Regions from separate parts of the Sus scrofa genome. Here region 1 is linked to region 2. Evidence: chromatin contacts called from public Hi-C data. All regions are on one chromosome and are shown on one strand. The core of a region is the stretch at or near the end of the contact, and the rest is flanking DNA. Distances in the headings are between cores, read along the strand shown. Region 1 overlaps SLC37A2 (glucose-6-phosphate exchanger SLC37A2). Region 2 holds the start of CCDC15 (coiled-coil domain-containing protein 15).

The links. A called contact is a pair of places that touch in the nucleus more often than the background predicts.
Region 1: a contact with region 2 is called in a Hi-C map of mesenchymal stem cells, with 2.6 times the contacts expected there. The contact joins the enhancer-like site here to the promoter of CCDC15 in region 2. A contact is called at or near these places in 17 of 47 Hi-C or Micro-C datasets (blood, brain, embryonic fibroblasts and 11 more) and 1 of 2 datasets of contacts at active chromatin or transcription factors (skeletal muscle).

Annotation. Positions count from the first base shown.
Region 1 is chr9:52,264,496-52,269,099 of Sscrofa11.1, forward strand. SLC37A2 (glucose-6-phosphate exchanger SLC37A2) reads left to right here. Exons shown (of 19, transcript XM_005667471.3): 10 at 296-386; 11 at 1,796-1,858; 12 at 2,148-2,233; 13 at 2,687-2,735; 14 at 2,901-2,974; 15 at 3,233-3,311; 16 at 3,442-3,539; 17 at 3,801-3,865; 18 at 4,060-4,116. The coding sequence ends at 4,090. Among named protein-coding and RNA genes, the nearest start is that of SLC37A2, 30 kb to the left of the region's middle. Within about 2 kb of position 1,261, at least 21 of the 83 cell types and tissues checked have an H3K27ac peak or open chromatin away from gene starts, as enhancers often do. A contact at or near this core is called in embryonic fibroblasts and retroperitoneal adipose tissue, where this site is marked.
Region 2 is chr9:52,143,837-52,148,354 of Sscrofa11.1, forward strand. CCDC15 (coiled-coil domain-containing protein 15) reads left to right here and starts at 2,462. Exons shown (of 15, transcript XM_021063078.1): 1 at 2,462-2,576; 2 at 3,275-3,463. The coding sequence starts at 3,296.

The DNA.
Region 1 (4,604 bases), core at 11-2,510, 120 kb after region 2:
CTGTGGAATGGAAGGAAGGGAGAGGCTCTCTAGATTTTTCTGCTGGGTATCAGGGGTGATCTGTGGTTTCCAGATTTTCTTTACGTGGGATGCCTTGGGAGGGCGGCCCGCTTGGGGAAGGTGAAGTGGGAGGCTGGTCTCGACGCAGTGTTTGAGCAGCAGGCACCCTCTGTTACTGAGACTGGAGATATGCTTTGTGTGGTGGGCAGGGGTGGGATGGGGTAGGGTGGGGGCTGCTGCTGAACCAAGGGTGTCTTGCACCCCTTTCCATGGCACCCTCCTTGATGCTCCCCAGGGTGTGATCGAGTTCTCCTTGTGTCTGCTCTTTGCCAAGCTGGTCAGTTACACCTTCCTGTACTGGCTGCCCCTCTACATCTTCAATGTGGGTGAGTGCTGGGGAGGGAGAGGAGAGAGAGGGAGGAAACCTGTCATGTGATGCTTATAACTCCAGGAGGGGGCAGGATTTCTGCTGAACCTCTCCTAGAGCAGAGGGACATTTTTTTTTTTTTTTTCTTTAATGGGAAGCTAAACTTTGAAGACAACCCCCTGGACCCTGATTCCAGCCATCTTTCCTCCCTTGGCGCTGAGTTGGGGTTAGGAACTCCAAGCTCTATTCCGCAATCCTCCCTAACTTCTTCTCCAGCCTTAAGTGTAGGAGAAACCCACCACCAGGCTGCTGGGCACAAAGATGGGTGGGATTGGAAGGTGCTACAAAAGGTCTGCCTTTTGAGTGCCTCCAGGGGTCCCTTGAGCCTCCCCCAGCCCAAGGAAGAGGGCCTGCGAGCTGACCCCACTGCTTGCAGCCCGGCGGTAAACACTGTCCTCTTCCGAGGGGCTGCGGGGAACCTCTCGGGAGCGATGACTTGTGCCTGGGTCTGCTGGGTGCCTGTCTCATGGCCCTGCTCTCCCCTGCCCCACACCTGCCACCACCCAAGGAGGGACAGATGAGGAGAGGCCACTTTGGGGGTTGGAAAAGGATGTTTCTGTCCACCTGTCCTGGGTTTCTGGCATTCCCCTGGTGGGGCTGTGCTGTCAAGGAGCAGCTCTGCCCTCAGTTCCCGGGGCCTCAGAGCTCTCCCAGGGCTGCCCTGCTCCCTCCAGGCCCCATGGGAGGGTCGAGGCTGCCTTGCCACACAATATTCATGCACCAACAAGATGCCACGGGGATTAGTCAGAGCCAAATCTCAAGCTGTAACTTGTCCCACAGCTCTGAGAGGCCTCTCTGGAAGATAGGGGTAGAGCGCCAGGCAGCTCTGTGGACACTGTGACTCTTTGTTCCACGGCCTTGGTGCTGACTTCGGAGTATGAGTCAGCCTCGAGGGCTGGGCTACAAGTCAAGCTTCTGGACGTCTCTTCTTCTAATCCCAGGGCAAGGCCTAGGACCCAAGGTCCCCATTTTCCTACAAGCTGATTTCTGTGAAGCGCTCCTGCAGGGGGCCTTCTGTTCCATCAGGGGCTGAGCCAGAATGTGGCTGGATGGGCTGAGGCTCAGAGAAAGCAGTCGTGCCCCAGAGGGACAGGGCTCTCAGCGGCCAGTTCTCAGTGGTTTCAGGTTGGGAGGTCAAGGCCATCTCACTCGGGGAGAGGGCAGTATAGGACTGGGGGCTGGGAAGAGTCTGCTGCAGACTCACAGGTGACTTTGGCCAATCACTTCCCCACAACCCGCCCCCCCACTTCCTCTGAAAGAGGACGCAGTGACAGTGGATCAGGTGCTCTGCAGGAACGCTTCTGGCGGTGGCCCCTGAGAGGTCTGCCCTGAGCCCCCAGGTCTGACCCATGCTTTTGTTTTCCACAGTTCACTTTACTGCCAAGGAGGCTGGGGACCTGTCCACACTCTTCGATGTTGGTGGCATCATAGGTGAGGCCATGCCCTGCTCTGCCTCTAGGCTGCATCCCCCTCTTCTCTTGTCAGGGTGCAGAAAAAAGGGCCAGGGCCAGTGGGATGTGCTCTTGGCCGGTGGCATCAGAGGGAAAAGGGCTCCTGCTCAGGGGGCCCCAGGAAAGATGGCCCCTGTGTTTGGTCTTCCTGTGAGCTGTGGGCACAGGGAGGGCTGCAGAGGGAGAGGCCCAAGCTTGTGCTGGGCTGAGCACTGGGGCAGTGCTGGGGTCCCAGTGCCTGGGGCGGCAGTGTGCGCCTTGTGTTCCAGGCGGCATCCTGGCGGGGCTCATCTCTGACTACACCAATGGCAGGGCCACCACCTGCTGCGTCATGCTGATCTTGGCTGCCCCCATGGTGCGTAGAACCTCAAGGACAAAGGGCATTTGTGCCCGTGGGCCACTGGACTGTGTGCACGCCCCGGGCGTCACGCACATGCCTGTCTCTTTGCGTGTGTACATCTCTGTGCACAGTGGGGGGAGGAGAGGCCAGGCTCAGCGTGAGAATTCTGGAAAGGGATTAGCGGCTGTTGGCTTTGGTGGAGAAGGGGGAGGCCAGCTGCTAAGCTTCTTGACCAAGGAAAGAATAAGAGATTGAGGTTGATATGAGAGCAGACTTTGGGGGCAAAGGGAAACAATAGGTTACCACGTATCGGACCCTGCATCCTTGGGACGCCTGAAGACAGAGCGGCCTGGGTGTGAGAAGGAGAAAGGGGACCTCTGGGGTCCTCGGACTTCTGGGCTCAGGTCTAAGGGAGGCGACCCACGGGGAAGCCAGGGTGTGACTCTGCTGCCCCGTCTCCTCTCTCAGATGTTCCTGTACAACTCCATTGGCCAGAGGGGGATCAGCATCTCCATAGGTGAGGAGACAGCGCTGCCTTGGGGTCCCCATGAGGCCGGCCTGGGGGCTGGGAGGGAGGCTCAGGGAATGGAGGCTCTCAGCCTGACGCCTGGGGGACTCACCTGCTTTGGGTCTGGGGGTGGCAGCCTGTCCTCTCTAACCGGCCGTCTCGTCACCACCTCAGTCATGCTGATTATCTCTGGAGCCCTGGTCAACGGCCCTTACGCGCTCATCACCACTGCTGTCTCAGCTGACCTGGTAAGTGGGGCCACCTGGGGGTGGGCTAGGGCCTCTGTCGCCAGGTCCATCTTCCCCATGTCACTCCCCACCCCCACCCTGCCTTCCCCTGGCCTGCAGAGATGAGATGCTCAAAGTCCTTCAGAAACTGCCACCAGCCCCTCTTTCAACTCCAAGCCCCAGCTGCTACCTTTCCCCGAGCCATCCCCTGTCCTGGTCTCGGTCCCGCTTGGTGCCGCTTCCTGGTGTGGGCCTTCCCACTTTGCTCTCTCTCCCCAGGGGACTCACAAGAGCCTGAAGGGCAATGCGAAGGCACTCTCCACTGTCACGGCCATCATCGACGGCACAGGGTCCATAGGTCTGTGACTCCTGCCCTAGGCTGGTAGCGGAACCCTGGGCCTGGTCTTGGGTGCTCTCTTGGGGCGCTGCCCTTGTGTGGGCAGGGAGGGCCTGGCTGGGGCCCCCGTCTGATGCTGTGCTCCCCACAGGTGCGGCTCTGGGGCCTCTGCTGGCCGGGCTCATTTCCCCCACAGGCTGGAACAATGTCTTCTACATGCTCATCTCTGCCGACATCCTGGCCTGCTTGGTAAGAGTTTTGGGGTGCACAGAGGGGGTTGGGGAGGGGTCCTGCCCTGCCAGGCCAGAACCCTGGAGGTCCAAAGCATTGCCCACTGGGGCTCTGGGACAATAAGAACAGCTCCCTTTGCTCAGAATCACTGCCTCCCATGGGGGACCCCCAACAAAATGAAACCGTGTGCCAATCCAGCAGTCACCCAGCACCGGGGATTCACCACTCGCTCCAGGCTAATGTTGCCCCCCACCTCTCTGTGCCACCGCCTCCCCTCAGCTCCTCTGCCGGTTGGTGTACAAAGAGGTCCTGGCCTGGAAGTCATCCCTGCACCGAGACAGAGGGTGAGTCCTCGGAGAGCCGAGCCCCGCTTCCCTTCTCCTGGGCATCAAAACCAGCGCTCTGTTGTGCTGTACCAGTCTGAGCCCAGCTCCAGCCTGGACCTCAGGAACGTGGAGTCGGACTCCGAACGCGCTCCCTGAACCCCCCTGCCTGGCACCACTAACCTGTCCTCTGTTGTCCCCATGTGTCTCCGTAGCTCTAGTGTGGCCCTAACCCATGCGCGATAGTATTTTCCTCAAGTCCCATGACTTTTGTGAGTATTTTCTTCAAGTCTGTGACTAATGTGCGTTGGAGTGCATGCTAAGCCTCTCTCCTCCAGATTTTTCTGACTTCCTCTTTTTCCTTGGGTGCCAATTCCAGACTCTGCCCCCAAGCAGAGCCTGGTGCTTGGGAAGGGTTTCCTAAGGGGCCTGAGCCTCTGTGGAGGTTGGCAGCCTCTTCTTCTCCTTGGGGAGAGCAGTAGGGCTCTGGATGCCCCCCTGGGGACAGAGGAGGCAGCGTCCAGGGAAAGAATTTTCCCTTGGAAGGCGGGCTCTGAGCTGTCTGCACCTCCCAGAGCTCAGAAACCGAGGCCATCTGGCGCCTCTGCCTGGGGTGTGCAGAAAAAAGCAACTACCAAGCAAAGCCTCTGGAACAAAACCCCAAACTGGCCTGCTGCTCTTTGCCTGTTGCCCAGTGGTGGTGGGTGTGGAGGCTGCACGGACAGGCTTGCGGCCGAGGCAGAGGCTAGGAGCTGGGCTG
Region 2 (4,518 bases), core at 1,212-3,711:
TTGAGATGACTGGGCTTAACCTGAGCCATCTGCCATGGATGCCACTTACAGTGAAATGCTGCTGCAGAAATTTGGTTTGTACAGGCAAGCAGAAGGACCCTCACCAATTATTCCAGCTAGAAAAGTTATTTTCAGAGTGAATCAGGAGGAGGAGAAACAAAAGAAACCTTTAGGAAACAGCCCAGAACATTGGGCAGCCCTGGGAAATCCTGCTCAAACTGGAGGAAGAAGTGAAAGTGGGTACCACTCAGCTGCCTGAGGTTAAATTCCCAACATCCAGATACCATGAGAGTGGGGATAGGCAGGTTTCCAATTTCCAGAGAGGTTCTCCTTAGGATAGGCCCTGAGGACTAACAGGTGACCAAGTTTTCTAATTTGCTACAGCTGTGAGTCAAAAGGATGGTGAAACCAAATAGCACATTTCTTTTTTTTCTTTTTCCAGCTATACCTGCGGCATATGGAAGTTCAAAGGCTAAGGGTGGAGTCAGAGCTGCAGCTGTTGTCTTAACCATGGAGTGAGGCCAACGTTCAAACCCACATCCTCATAGGGACAACATCTGGTCCTTAACCTGCTGAGCCACAATGGGAACTCCCAAACAGCACATCTCTGAGTTGTGTGGAGTGGACTGCTGCCAAGGACCCAGTGACAGGGCCTTGTGCAGCAATGGCCGGGGATCCCCCAGCCACACACATTATCAAGTTCTAATGAAGAGTGTTCTGGATCAGGGCCTCAAGACTCTGGTGCCAGCAACACCCAGTCTTTTAAGTTTCTGAAGAAGACATTTCTAAGCAAACAGCTCTCTTGGGGAGAAACTAATTCTGGGCATATGGAAGACACACCTTGTGAAAACTTTAGAAAGTGGGAGCAGAGCCCAAGATGGGATCTTTCTGGACATAAGAGAGTGTAGATTCATATGAAACCACTGGATGGCTGCTAGTGGGGCACAGACCTTGAGGTAGAGGGTTAGAGACAGCAAGGGGCTACCTAATAACATTTCTTCTGTGTGTGTGTGTGTGTGTGTGTGTTTACAGAGGTGTACAAATCAACCTTCCTCTGGCCTTCTCCAGTGGTGGCTGTTTTCTGTTCTTTGTGTGGAGGTGGTATGGCTTTCCTTCTCGTTACTTGATTGCTCAGTGCTGTTTGTAAACAATGCTTCCTGTTTTTTTTCTCAGCTCTGCTCCTTGGTTTGCATCTGATGTTGCTAGACTATATCACTCCCTGATTTCCAGGTTATACTCATCTACCAAGCTCCAGGTCTTTTCCTGAAATTCCTTGAAGATGGATGCTCCTGGCTCTTGCAACACTCTTCTGTTCATGTATCTTGGTGATTTCAAGCCATTTGGCCATTTCTATGACCTCTTCTTCAGTAATCTTGTTCTTCTACCTCAGCACTCCCTCTCTTGGTTATACCATAGATTTTGACAGTACCAATATGTTTTGAGGGGCCATGCCCACGGTATGCAGAAGTTCCCAGGCCAGCGATTGAACCTGTGCCACAGCAGTGGCAGTGTCCATCCTTAACAGCTAGGCTCCGAGGGAACTCCAACACTACTAATATCTACAATAACTTTATACTCTTACTTTCAAGCATCTCAATCTTGGATGACCACCTCTTATTTTTTCAATGCATTCCTTCTAGTATTCTGCTCTAGCAAAACTTAGGTCTCCATTGGAACCTAGAATCTCTTGATTTTACCACCTCTACAAGGTCCCTTCCTTCCACTTGTCATCCTTTCCTACATTACCTATCTTAAATCCTATGGTCAGTTATTTAACTACTCCCTTGCCCCCTTTTTTTTTTCTTTTTTCTTCTGGCCACCCAGAGGCATATAGAGTTCCTGGGCCAGTTGCAAGTTGCGCATCATCATCAGCCACTTTTATTTACTTATTCATGTGTCTATTTGGTTATTTCTCATTATATTGTCAATTCCATGAACAAGGGATATGTCTGTTTTGTTCACTGCTATATATATTCAGTGCCTAGCAAAGTACTGGTATATAAAATGCTCTCAATTATATGTTAATTGAACGAACAAACTGGTGTTTCACAAGAAAAATGAAGTGTCCCTGGATTATAGCAAAGCTTGGAGCAGAAAGGGAGACCACTCTCAAGGCTGCGATATTTACATGTAAGAGTATATATGAAACAGCACTGCTAACGTAACGAAGTGAACAAAGGATCAGTATGATTTACTGTAGGCGTATTTCCTCCGTCAAGGAAGCCCTGCCAGGCCTGCCTTCTTCCATCCTTCTCCCATGCGTCCCTCAACTGGACCCCTGTCCTTCCCACTTAATCAGCTCTCCAGCCCAACGTATTCCTTTTTCTGAAAGATGTGGGTTAATCCCAGGGTAGATAATGCAACAGCTCAGCTGACTGAGCTAGACTCCACCCGCACCCCCACGCTTCACAAGTCCCGCCCCCTCAGGGTTACAGAGAGCGGAAGTGACGACCCTTCGGAACCCGAAACCCCGCCCTACGCCTTCCCTGTACCAGGGAGGTGACGCAAGCCGGAGGAGGCGGATACAAACCAACCGAGGGGCGCGGCGGGATAAGGCGGTGCTCCCAAAAGTGGTGGTTTGTTGGCGGCAGTTACTTTAGTGTCCGTGGTAGTTTGAGTCTGTGGTGAGCAGCGAGTTAATACTAGGCCGGGACTGCTTCGACAAGAATAGGACCCCGAGGCCTAAGAAACAGGCCAAAATTTTCCTTGGCCCGGGGTTCCGAAAGGCGGCCCTCCCAAAATTGGCGGTTTGTTGGCGGCGGTTACTTTAGTGTCCGTGGTAGTTTGAGTCTGTGGCGAGCAGCGAGTTGATACTAGGCCAGGGCTGCCTCGGCAGGATTAGGACCCCGAGGCCTAAGAAACAGGCCAAACTTTTCCCTGGCCCGGGGTTCCCCGGCGTTCAGCGCTTCCCCCCATAACCGGATACCGATTGTTTGGACTCTGCCTTCAACCCAGGTTCCCACTCCGCACCCTCCCAGCTCTCTTGCCCTCCGGCTGCTACGCTCTTTCCTCCCTGTCCCACGTCGGTGTGTCACCACTGGCACAGTTTTCGTTCCTTCAGATTCTTACTTCTTTCCACTCGTCCCTATTCCTTTACGAGGGCAAGCTTTTTTCCTTCCTTCTCCAGAATCCTTATTCTTGGCTCTCTGTTAGGCTACTTACTGCCTCCTCCAAGGCTTCTCTCCTATTAAGGAGCCTGTGGCATATGTGTTAAGGGGCTGAGCTTCTAAGGAAGTCGTTTGAAGATGTTAAGCTTTTCTTCTCTCCTAACCAGGAATCTTAGGTGCCAGGAAGTATGGCCCCCCTCAAGAAGCCTCGAAATTCCACAAAGTTGCCCCTGGCTTTAAACCCCCTGAAGAGCAAGGACGTGTTGACAGTGCTGGCTGAGAGGAACCAGGCTGTAGTACCAGTTGGGGCATGGGTGGAACCTGCCCCACCAGGTAGCACAGAAGTCCCAGCACATGTGAGTGTCAGTTTGATGCAAATACGGTGGGGTTCCTCCTCCATCTTTCTTTTTATTAACCTTCTCTAGTCCCTGGTGCACAGATAAGATGAACAGTCTGGAGGTGCTGTTTCTATTCTGTTATAGATAGGCTCTTGCATTAGAATTATAGAACAAATATGAATTTGCTAAAAACTTGCTCTAGCTTTAGTCTACATAATTGAGTGTTTATTACATTTATATACATACATATAGATATTTCAGTTTACCTCATAAACTCTTGATGCTTGCTCTGCACACGATGTGCACATGACGTGCACACGACGTAGGCACTGTCTGTCTTCTAGACACTCTATAGTGAGTGTAGTAGGGATGACGACCATAGTCGATGTAACATTGATTGCCTAAAGTTTATAAGGTTTGTAATGGAGATTCATTAAGGTTCAAGTGCAGTAAGAGATTAAGAGAGAGATTAATTCCGAGTGGGATCCTGAGAAAGTTTAACTGTAAATTCTGTGAGGACAGGGACCTTTATTTTTTATTGTTTCTCATATTGGTATAGCAAGTCCTCAGGAAATATTTGTTGAATGAATGAGTGAGGAAATATTGTTTGTGTATTTAAAGAGTGGAGATGCTATATAAGTACTGATGGTAGGGAAGAGCATTTCAGATGAAGGGAAACTTTTGCAAATTTAAGTGCTAAGATCATAGCACTTAATCAGAAAAGAAAGATACAACTTTGGGTTGATATGACCCAGAAAAGTTTAGTAAAGAATTATTTGCTTAATCAAAATAGAAATAGAAAGGGAATGATTGTCCATTTAAGGAGAATGGAGAGGATAGGGAGTAAGCAAGGTATAGCCAGAATTTTAGGGGTAGATTAGATTGATTGGAGTGGCAGGCTTAGTAGGGGGATGAAGGTTGATAGGATTATGGAAAATAGGAGTGATAGGAAACCACAGGAAATTTTGGAGAAGGGATTGACTTCATTCACTGTTTAATATTTACAGATGAATTTCATAATCAGATTTTTTTTTTTGCTTTTTAGGGCCTCACCCATGACATATGGAGATTCC